3 separate regions of the Mus musculus genome follow, and regions 2 and 3 are each linked to region 1. Evidence: chromatin contacts called from public Hi-C and promoter capture Hi-C data. All regions are on one chromosome and are shown on one strand. Each heading gives the region's core, a stretch centred on a gene start, on an enhancer-like site or on the middle of the called end of the contact. The rest is flanking DNA. Distances are from core to core; before and after follow the strand shown.

Evidence for each region. Promoter capture Hi-C pulls out the DNA fragments that hold promoters and counts their contacts. Hi-C and Micro-C count contacts between places; a contact is called where the count stands out from the background.
Region 2: a Hi-C map of B cells shows a contact between it and region 1, with 10 read pairs. The contact joins the promoter of Mpzl1 here to the promoter of Ccdc181 in region 1. A contact is called at or near these places in 5 of 39 promoter capture datasets (cranial neural crest, embryonic stem cells, liver and 2 more), 1 of 484 Hi-C or Micro-C datasets (B cells) and 3 of 115 datasets of contacts at active chromatin or transcription factors (astrocytes, pancreatic cancer cells and stem cell-derived neural progenitor cells).
Region 3: a contact with region 1 is called in a promoter capture Hi-C map of pre-B cells, with 2.7 times the contacts expected there. The contact joins the enhancer-like site here to the promoter of Ccdc181 in region 1. A contact is called at or near these places in 6 of 39 promoter capture datasets (the C10 cell line, HPC-7-derived erythroid cells, hippocampal neurons and 2 more).

The regions. Positions count from the first base shown.
Region 1 is chr1:164,274,067-164,277,207 of GRCm38.p6, forward strand. Ccdc181 (coiled-coil domain containing 181) reads left to right here and starts at 1,532. Exons shown (of 6, transcript NM_029115.3): 1 at 1,532-1,695.
Region 2 is chr1:165,632,865-165,636,005 of GRCm38.p6, forward strand. It overlaps Mpzl1 (myelin protein zero-like 1), which reads right to left and starts at 1,677. Exons shown (of 6, transcript NM_001083897.1): 1 at 1,439-1,677. The coding sequence starts at 1,529.
Region 3 is chr1:165,343,161-165,346,301 of GRCm38.p6, forward strand. The region is part of intron 14 of Dcaf6 (DDB1 and CUL4 associated factor 6); the gene reads right to left. Among named protein-coding and RNA genes, the nearest start is that of Gpr161, 49 kb to the left of the region's middle. Within about 2 kb of position 1,446, at least 32 of the 459 cell types and tissues checked have an H3K27ac peak or open chromatin away from gene starts, as enhancers often do. A contact at or near this core is called in pre-B cells, where this site is marked.

The DNA of each region.
Region 1 (3,141 bases), core at 282-2,781:
TTAGGTCCATTTTTTATTATAAATATATGTAGGTATGAAATATTTCTAATATGCAATATAATTTAACTTATTTGACATGTTTGATGGGTAACATCGACTTGAATGGATTGAGACATGCTTAGGAAATGAGGAGAGCCCAGCTCCAGGTATTTCTGTGAGGTGTTTCCACCAGTTCTTACATGTCCTTCGTTTTCTTCCCTTGGTCAGTCATGGTTAGCCTATGTACACTCAGCTCACTGGAGAGAAGAGGCATTAAATGATGTGCCTGCATAAAGTGTGACATAACCCCTCTCTCATTCCTTCCTCCCCTGCGGGTAAGTCTTGAACACTCATGATACATCTCGTTATTCTATGATTTGATCGTGAACTTTCTAAAATGTCCTGTTTTCGAGGTATTTTCCTCTCTCATCTCTGATGACCAAAACCCCACTTCCTTCAGAAACCTTCATTATCCTTCCTCACCAAGCTTGTAAATATTACAGTTAGTTCCTTTTAAAGACCTATTAGCCTGGGGAACTCAAGAACTATCTATCAAACATTTATATGGCTGGAGGCTTGTAAATGTCTAAACCCAGTCTCTCCTTGAAAGGGAACTCACAGTTTCCTAGGAATGACTGCCATGAATATTTTTGCATGGAAATGAGACATGACAATGTTTATCCCCAGATCACATTGTTGGCTTCCAAGTTATGCATGTAATTGCTAACAGGCAGTGAGGCATAAGGTTTTGATGTATGCTTCACCCTATCTGGTATATTTTGAGTCAACAAAACAAGTTGATGCCTGTCTTCCCACAAGCTATCATCTCCATGTGTAATGCCCAGCCCGTCTCCCATAATTTATACTATTTTTCAAAAGTAAGCTCTGGAGTAAACTCTTTACATATATAAAGATATATATATATATATAATCAAGGAGAGGTTAATATATTAATATATATTAGCTTATATATGAATCTCTCCTCGATCCACCTTTTTTTTTAGATGAATTTGTACCTATGTTATATTGCCCTTCTATTTACACTCTGTGAGCTCCTTCATGGCTGGCCTATTATCTATCACCACAATCTGAATGTTCTCTTATTTTCCTATTATCCCCCAAGGTATTAAGGGAAGTTATGGGAAAACTGTAGTTGCCTCTCTTGATGAGTTTGATTGCTGGAACTAAAGTTCTATTTTCTTTCATAACTCCTTTCTGTAAATACAATTTTGGCTATAATTTCTTTAAGCTGAGGGTCGAAACAGCAATTAACAACTAGCAACTGTTATCTTTTAATATTTACTTGAGGAACTGTTATCTTTTAATATTTACTTGAGGAAAATGAACACAGAAATGCACTTTTATTGTTAAGTTTTGGAAACAAATTAAAAATCTGACTACAGGTATACAAAATCCACATTCAAGGCAGAAAACCAAAGGGGATGCGAGTCTTCCGGGTCTTGGAAACGCTGGCCGGATGTAAGGCGCAGGTGTTCGCGGGGATCCGTTCTGCGCCTGCGCGCGATCCTACCCCGCCTCAGTAGTGGGAAGTCCGGAAGAAGGCCTCAGAGGCGCGCTGTTGCCATGGCACCCGGGTGCTGGGTGCTTCAGGAGCAGGCCCCGGGGTGTCACCGTTGCCTCGTTGTCAGAGCTTAGAAAAGGAGAAGAGAGCTCCTGCGGCCATCTCTGTGACCCCAGCCGCTGCATCTTCCACAGGCAGGAGGGGACTTAGCGGGAGAGGAGGGAAGGACAGGCAGACAGGTGGCAGGAGCAGGGAGAGGATAAACGTCGGGGCGAGGTGGCAGGGAGGCGGCTGAAGCGAGCCCTCTTCCAGGGAGAAGCCCCAGGATCTCCCCAGCCCCGCACAGCGTCACTTCACCATGCACCAGGAGAGCCCCTCAGAGGACGGCTTAGACGCTTAGAGTTTTTGTCCTATCATTTCCCTTCTCAGAGTTTAAGACTATGAAAGGTAGCTTGCGTGGAAGAAATCACTCCTGAAATGTTAGCTTCCACACATAGAATGCTATATTCATTCCGTTGGTGCTTCAGATGTTCAGCACGAATCCAAAATTTTACCTAATTTTGTTAAATATTCCTGTCAGAGCTTGTAACAGATGGTAATTTAAAAAGTATTTCATAACACCACAGACTTATGGGGATGCAGCAGGAAGGATGGACCAGATAGTTTCATAGTGCTGTAGAAGTTTGCTTAACTGCTTTTTAAAATAAGGTGTTTTTTGTTTGTTTTTGTTCTTGTTTTTGTTTTGTTTTTGCTAAATGCTTTTTTTTTATATGGAAAGGTTTTCTCTTTACTGTTTATTCTTTTGGTTCTAGGTGTTTCAACAAATATTGTTTAAAAGGTTATATATGTAGGGGTGAAATAGAAGTATTGGGTTAAAGTATTTTTAAATATTTTTAATCTTGTGAGAAAGTTACCAAATATAATGTGCATCTATGCCTGAGGTTCGGAGCCACATTGCAAGGTCTTCAGACACTGAGAATTTTTCACACACTTAAGTGGAAGGAACTAATTTCTGCCACTGCAGTTTACTATTGATCTGGCCAAAAGCACTTACAGAGATTTTTTTTTTAAATTGATGATAAACTTTACATTTTATATGTGTAAAAAAAAATCATAGTAATAAAATAGGAAATGCTAAGAAATGCGGTTCATGGAAGATACCATTTTATTCTAGTGTGTTGACATGTGTATCATGTGAGCAATGCCCTGGTGGTGATGGTTAGGAAGCCAAAGGGTTGAATATCCTGTGACTCATTTGAAAGGCTTACGGGGCTTGGCAACAGGAGTTCATGTTTATGTTGCTTGTTTACGCTAGAAGCAGTGGAGATGTTTCTTTTTGGAGCTGTAGAAATTCAATTACACTTCAGATTTGATCCAACTTCATTTATTTTTCATTTATTTTGCCTGTGCCCTTTTAAAACTTATATTTGTGTGATTTTATTAGGTCTTAAATATATATGATATATTTTTATTTGTTATTGGTTCTGGTTTTGAATTTAGCATTTTAGCTTTCATGTAATTGATATTTTAGGAGCTCAGAAGTATGAACTATTTCAAACTTATTATTTATGAGCTCAGAATTATGTTTGATATAAGACTCTGAGAAGACATGGAGGAGTTAGTTCTAGAAAAGTTTTCTT
Region 2 (3,141 bases), core at 427-2,926, 1.4 Mb after region 1:
GGTTTCTTTTATAGCAGAGCAGGTGACATTTCATTCATAACACAGTCCCTGCTTCTGCAGCTTTTAACACCCTGAATTTAAGATCACTCTGACCGCCCTGTCCCCAACGGCAATGTCTGACATCACACAATTCAGCCCACAATCAGTCTGATAAAGTGGAGTTTGGGTCTGTTCTGTGTTCCTTTGCTTAAACACAAATACAGCCGGCACCAATAGAAAAAAAAATGGCAAAAACAAACAAACAAACAAACAAACAAAAACCCACGCCTTTTCTGTTTCCTTAGGAGAAACAGGAAAACAAAAACAAAAACAAAACAGATCCCATCTGATACATAAAAAAAAAAAAAAAAAAAAAGAATCTTGTCCATTTTCACCTCCAAGCTATTAACTAGGAGCTTAAATGAAAGCTGGAAATCCAACAGAATCTCACCTATACTCCTGGTTCGAGAGACTACTACATTAAGAACTTTTGCACGAAAGAAAGTACTGAGTAATGGATTTTGAACAAATTACATTTTACACAACAAAAGAATGAGTGGGAGGAACCCCCTCCGTGTTTTCTTAGGAGTTCGACCTCTCGGTAACCACTACTTAGCTGAATTCTGAGACAGAAACAAGTACTTTACTTTGAACAACACACAAAAAAAGTCCTGGGGCAGACACTACTTCAGACGCCCCATAAAACAACTCGTCCAAGACGTCATATAAACCGAGCCGGAGCCTTTATCAAAAACTTAAGCCTGGTTTATTTGGTAAGGGCCTGAGAGGGGGGCTTTTAAAATCAAAGTAAAAGCATGCTTTGTAAATGTTCGTCTTGTCAAACTATCTTGCCCATGTTTACCATTAATACGAATTCGACCGAATTCTTTCAAGCCTTTGCATTCTAGGCTAGAAGTAACGTAAATTTCGCCTCTGTGATTTACAGACCCCAGAGATGAAATAAATGAGAGTCTGAGTTTTCAATCATAGAGCCTTAAGAATTGATCTGAGCGCATTCGAAATAGATCTTACCAGGTAAAGGAAAAACACTGGTTTAAACAAGGAAATAAACCAACAAAGGCCCACAGGTGAAAAATCCTGCAATCTTCCGCCATCTCCCAAAGGTGGAGAACATCAATTCCAGAGTCGGACTCCCGGGAGGTCCTGGGCAACTCAGAATCGCCAGGAGGCGACCGCAGGGGACTGGGCGTGAGTGGGCTCCTGGGACTGTCCCCAGGGAGCTGCAAGGTAGGGAGCTCCCTCACCCCTCCCCGCCCCACCCCCCTCGCCCTCTACGCAAAGGGATCCAAAGAAAGAGGTTCCTCGGCTCCCGGCCGCGCTCCCCGGGCGGCGTGCCCAGGCCCCAGAGCTCGCAGGCCGCGCCCCCTCCCCTCCGAGGCGCCCCGAGCGCGCGCACGGCCGCGGAGCCCCCGCCCGACCCCGGCTCGGCATCACTCACACAGCCCGAGCATCGCGGCTAGCACCGACCACAGCCAGCGCCGGCGGGCCGGGGCCGCAATCAGTGCCACGGCTCCGACGGCCTCTGCCATCCTGCTCCCGCCGCTCCGTTCCGCCCGGCTTCCCGCTGCGGTCGGCTGGCTTGCCTTAGACCACACAGCTCTGTCCGGATCGCGGCTGCGAGCGCGAGGACACCTCCACGCCACCGCTCCCCGCTCCCGGCCCCAGTGGCCAACCGCCAGCCTTCTGCCCAGCTCCAGCCCCTGTGCCCGCCCCACTGCTCGCTCATTGGTCCTCCTGGCAACCTGGGAAAGAAGCCATTGGACAACTCGACTCCCTGTCAGCCCCCTCGGGCAAGGCCCCGCCCTCCGGGCCCCGCCCTTGGTGTGATCTGTGCAGCATGCCCGCGTACTGTGCCTCTGCAGCCGCATTACTTTGAGCCTGCCTGCGTGGCTGGTCGTGGGGCTGCCCTCCGGCCCACCGCCGCCAGAGGCTGCCCTCCTCTCTGAGGGGCCAGTCCCACAGTTCTCTTAATGTCCCTCCCCGCGGTCTCTTCCAAGTCCGGATATCATTTCCGACTAGGATCTGCTTGGTTACTCCTGGCCTCACTCACCTAAAGAAAAGCAATTAATTTAGGGACCGGGTGGGGGAGGGGAGGAGTGAAGTGAAGAGAGAGGTGAGGAAAGACTTCCATTCAGTGGTCGAGATAGAAAAAGACCCACCATCTCTTTGACCTTTGCCGAGTATCTGTCTTTGCCTGAACTGGATCATTTGCGTTGCAACATGAGAAGTCTCCATCTTGCCCTAACCTCTGAGCAGGCCCTTTTTTGGCTTTTCAGAGGACAGGAAAGGAATAGGAATTGGAACTCTTTCCCGCCACCTAGATAACCAGTGACTGCACTTACTGTTTGTTTAGCATATCAACGTCCCTCGGCCTATAGATGAAAAGTTAGGACGGAGGCGGTGCCTTACTTCAATTCTGAAAAGTGCCGGCTGCTACTAGTTACCCAGCAAACCCTAAAGAGAGGGAGGATTCTGAGAATGGTCTTCAAAGGGGGAAAAAGGAGGGACCAGACACAAAACAGATTAGAGTGAACGAAGAACGGGAAAATCCAAGTGAGAGTTTGGAGGAGGAAAACAAGTTTTAGGAACAAGACTATAATAGGCGGAGCGTAGTCCAGTAGACCAAAACGCGGCCTCTCCTTTCAGGATTTTGTCAAAAGCCAGTCTTAACAGTGTCCTTCCGATGTTTCCAGTGGCCTAGCCCCTTAACCTTGCAGTAGAGCAAGTTCCTAATTACTAGGCAATTGGAGAAAACCAAGAATGCATATCGCAGCTATTTTGCCTTCCGGTTAGCAGGTCCTGCCCATCGGTGGCACTTTACTTTCAAGGAGCACACATTGGAGTTTTAATAACCAAGAGTTTAGCAGGAAAGTAGAAAGGGCAAGCTGTGGAGGAGTCTGAGAAAGAAGGACTGTCTCAAGTTTGAGGCCAGCCAGCCTAGGCTGCATCAGGAGTTCTAAGGCAGCCTGTGCCACACAGTGTAGACTACCCTGTGAGACTCTTAAAACTTTTTTTTTTTTTTTGTGGCCATCCTTAGGTTATCCTGTGGGCAACAGAAGGGGAGTGGCCACGAAGTCAGATCTGTACTGAGGAGAGCACCTCATGTCTTTAATCCCACCCTCAGGAGACAGAAACAGGGGG
Region 3 (3,141 bases), core at 196-2,695, 1.1 Mb after region 1:
TTAAAAGCAGAAACCAGCTTTGAATACTTGGGATAAAGTTTAGTAAGTTAAAAACATCAAAAAGCCCTGAAATAGAATACATTTTGGTGTCATTAAATTAAAAAGTATAGCTAGTAACAGAATCATTATTGACTTCAAAATATATCTTAGTGTTAAAACAGCCTACAAAGACCAGCATGAAACAAAGCTGAGGGCTTTGCTGGTGACCTGGATTTAATCTCTGGATCCTTCCTAAAGCTGGAAGGGGAGAATGGACTCTACAAAAGTGTCCCTGATTGTCACACCCATAATGTAGTGTGTGCCCTCATATGCATACAATCATAGAAATAAAGCTTTTTCAAAAAAGCAAAAATGGATTTAAACTTACTTTAAGGTCCCAAGGACAGGTTTTAAGCAGATATTACTATACATTTATGCTAATCTGGTTTATTTTACTATTACTGCATTCCATATAAGAAACTATTTTTAATTTTGATTGCTACTATAGATTTTATGTACAACTTTACTTTAGAAACTGATAATACCTAAAAAACCCATGCCACTTCGTAGTTTGCCTAATCTTTCTCAGTAAGCAGCTTGGGCAGATGACTGTTAGAACACAGGGTTCACTTTAAACATTCTACTAAAAGCTGTGTAACACTCTCAGCTTTTCAATTAGAGATATAGTTAAGGGTATCATCTTGGTATGTGCTATCCTTAAGTTATTTAGCTACTTGCAAGAAAGTGTCATTGAAAAATCAGAATTTTAAAACCTACCACAGAATTAAATGAACATAATTAAAAGAATTAAAAGTACATATGAGTAATAAAAACTGTTAATTAGTATGCCAATCAAGTTTTAAAAAAACATAAGTTGCACTCTTTAACCAACTATCAAAACGAGTACCTTGGACCCCATTTTAGACCATAGCTACTTGTCACCACACTTGAAGTGAACAGCAATTACATCTGCACACACGAAATTTCTTCTCATTCTTTTCCCATGCAGCACATGCAGAGAAATGCAGATTGTGAAAAGCAACCTATTTATAATGCTTAGCACTTATGCGTTCAGTAAGTTCAAAGGAAGTATTAACTGTTAATAGGAAAGGTGGTTAGCCGTAGAAAAGAGGACCTGGCAAATCCATCGTAAAGAAGAAATGAAGGAGCATACTTCATTACCTCATTATTCTATCACCTACTGTAGTTCCTCTGATATTAAATCTAGTGAAGGGAACACAATAACTAAAGTCACTTACAGAGAACCAAGTATGTACAGCATCACAGTCACCGCTTTTTGTCATCAACCATTTCAGTCTAAAGGACTTCTGTTTCCCTTTGTCGCAGTCCATGGTGAGGAATGTCACCCAAAGAAATGGGAAGGAAGAAATCAAGGGAACAGATACACTCACTGAATTAGAGTTAGAAGGAGACCACACTGCATGTCTTTTACCGTTTGAACACCCACAGTTGCAGACCCTCAAGGCTAATTGCTCTCTGGGAAATACACAATGAAGCTGACTCATCTGTCCTAACCACAGAACTGGAACAAGCCAGCCCAGTACCAGGGCTTTTAACTCCCTAAGAGCCCTAGCTTTTCCCTTTGATGATTTCCTCTGCAATTTTCTTTAATAAGGCGAGCAGAATCATTAAAAATACAGAATGAGCTAGTTATAATGAGTGGAGAGATGCCGGCATATTTATAGTACAAGGAATTCTGGCTTTACAGAGTCCAGAAAGACTAGATGGACCAAAATTTTTATGCAAATGATATGTGCTTTAAAAATCACAAAGCAATACAGAATTAATACGATTAAGTCTTTAGGAAAAACTCATTAGCACAATAACACCTTAGCTATCTGAGCATTAAGGACTTCACAAAGTCTCATTTGCTTATCTTTTTTCTGGAGTAATTTTATTTTCTTGATTTAGGAAAAAGAAAGAAAGAGAAGCAAAGCAAAGCAAAACAAAGCCACCATTTCCTTTACTCCACAATGTAGCTGGCACTGTAGGCCTTAATCCCAGCACTCTGGAGGCAGAAGCCAGCAGATCTCTAAGTTCAAAGGCAGCCAGGGCTACACCCAATGAGATACCGTCTAAGCGAAAAGAGAGGTGCTCTCATTCTAAGGACCATTCTGATGCTCATGGGTCTAACATGTGAAATTACTGAAGGACTGAACACACTAATTTTATTTTGTCTTTAATACCACCGTTAGTGAACACAATATATTTTAACCTTGATAAAAGATTGTAAAATCTTGGTCAGCTGTTCTTTTATTACCTTCAAGTTATGGCCAGTAGTCTCATTTTTAAATGGTTACATTTAAAATAGCTATATAAGGGCCTACTAGTAGTTTCTACTTTACTGCCTGGCAGCAAAGCCTAAAATATTTATTATCTGGCCTTGTGGGAGAAAAAAATTGTCTGAATTCCTGTACCTGTTCCAGCTGTTTTTATATAGACTTGCTATGGTTAGAGACGAGCACTCCACAGTTAAAATACCCATATGACTGTTGTGGCCTATGTGTCTAAGGCTTTGCCTTTTCATGTTGGTTTCAGCCCCAGAATGCAAACCTGCTTAATATTAAACAAACCTTTAAGAATACTGAGAGTCAAGTAAGTAACCTCACACTGGAGTTGGGGGCAGGAGGATCAGAAATTAAAAGCCATCTTCAAATACACAGCAAGTTCAAGGTACATAAGATCCTGACTCACAAGAATGCAACCGTGAGATCTACTATAGCTTTCATATAAATTAAGATGAAGTTCAACTAACTACATGTTTTAACGTTTTAACTATTTGACTTTTACCATACTTATTGTGAGGACCATTTCTCTACCCTAACTAAATTAATTGACTGGGCTTTTAAAATAGCATCAAGAAATTGTTGTGGGCACATTTTCAGCACACTGGACTTCTAGACCGGACCTGGAGTGATCAAACGACAGAAGAGTGACTTCTAAGGCATGTATTCTGTTAGCTGGACATTTCAACAATGTGCACAATGTACTTTAGCCTCTTCAGAAACGGAAAGTAGTCCAAATATTGCTAATTTTAAAGACTGTAAATGATTTGGGTTCTTATTAGTAAAATTTCTTAAAACTTGCTCCTTTTAAAATATAAGTCAACTTATTAATTACTTCTAAATTTAGAAGCAATGA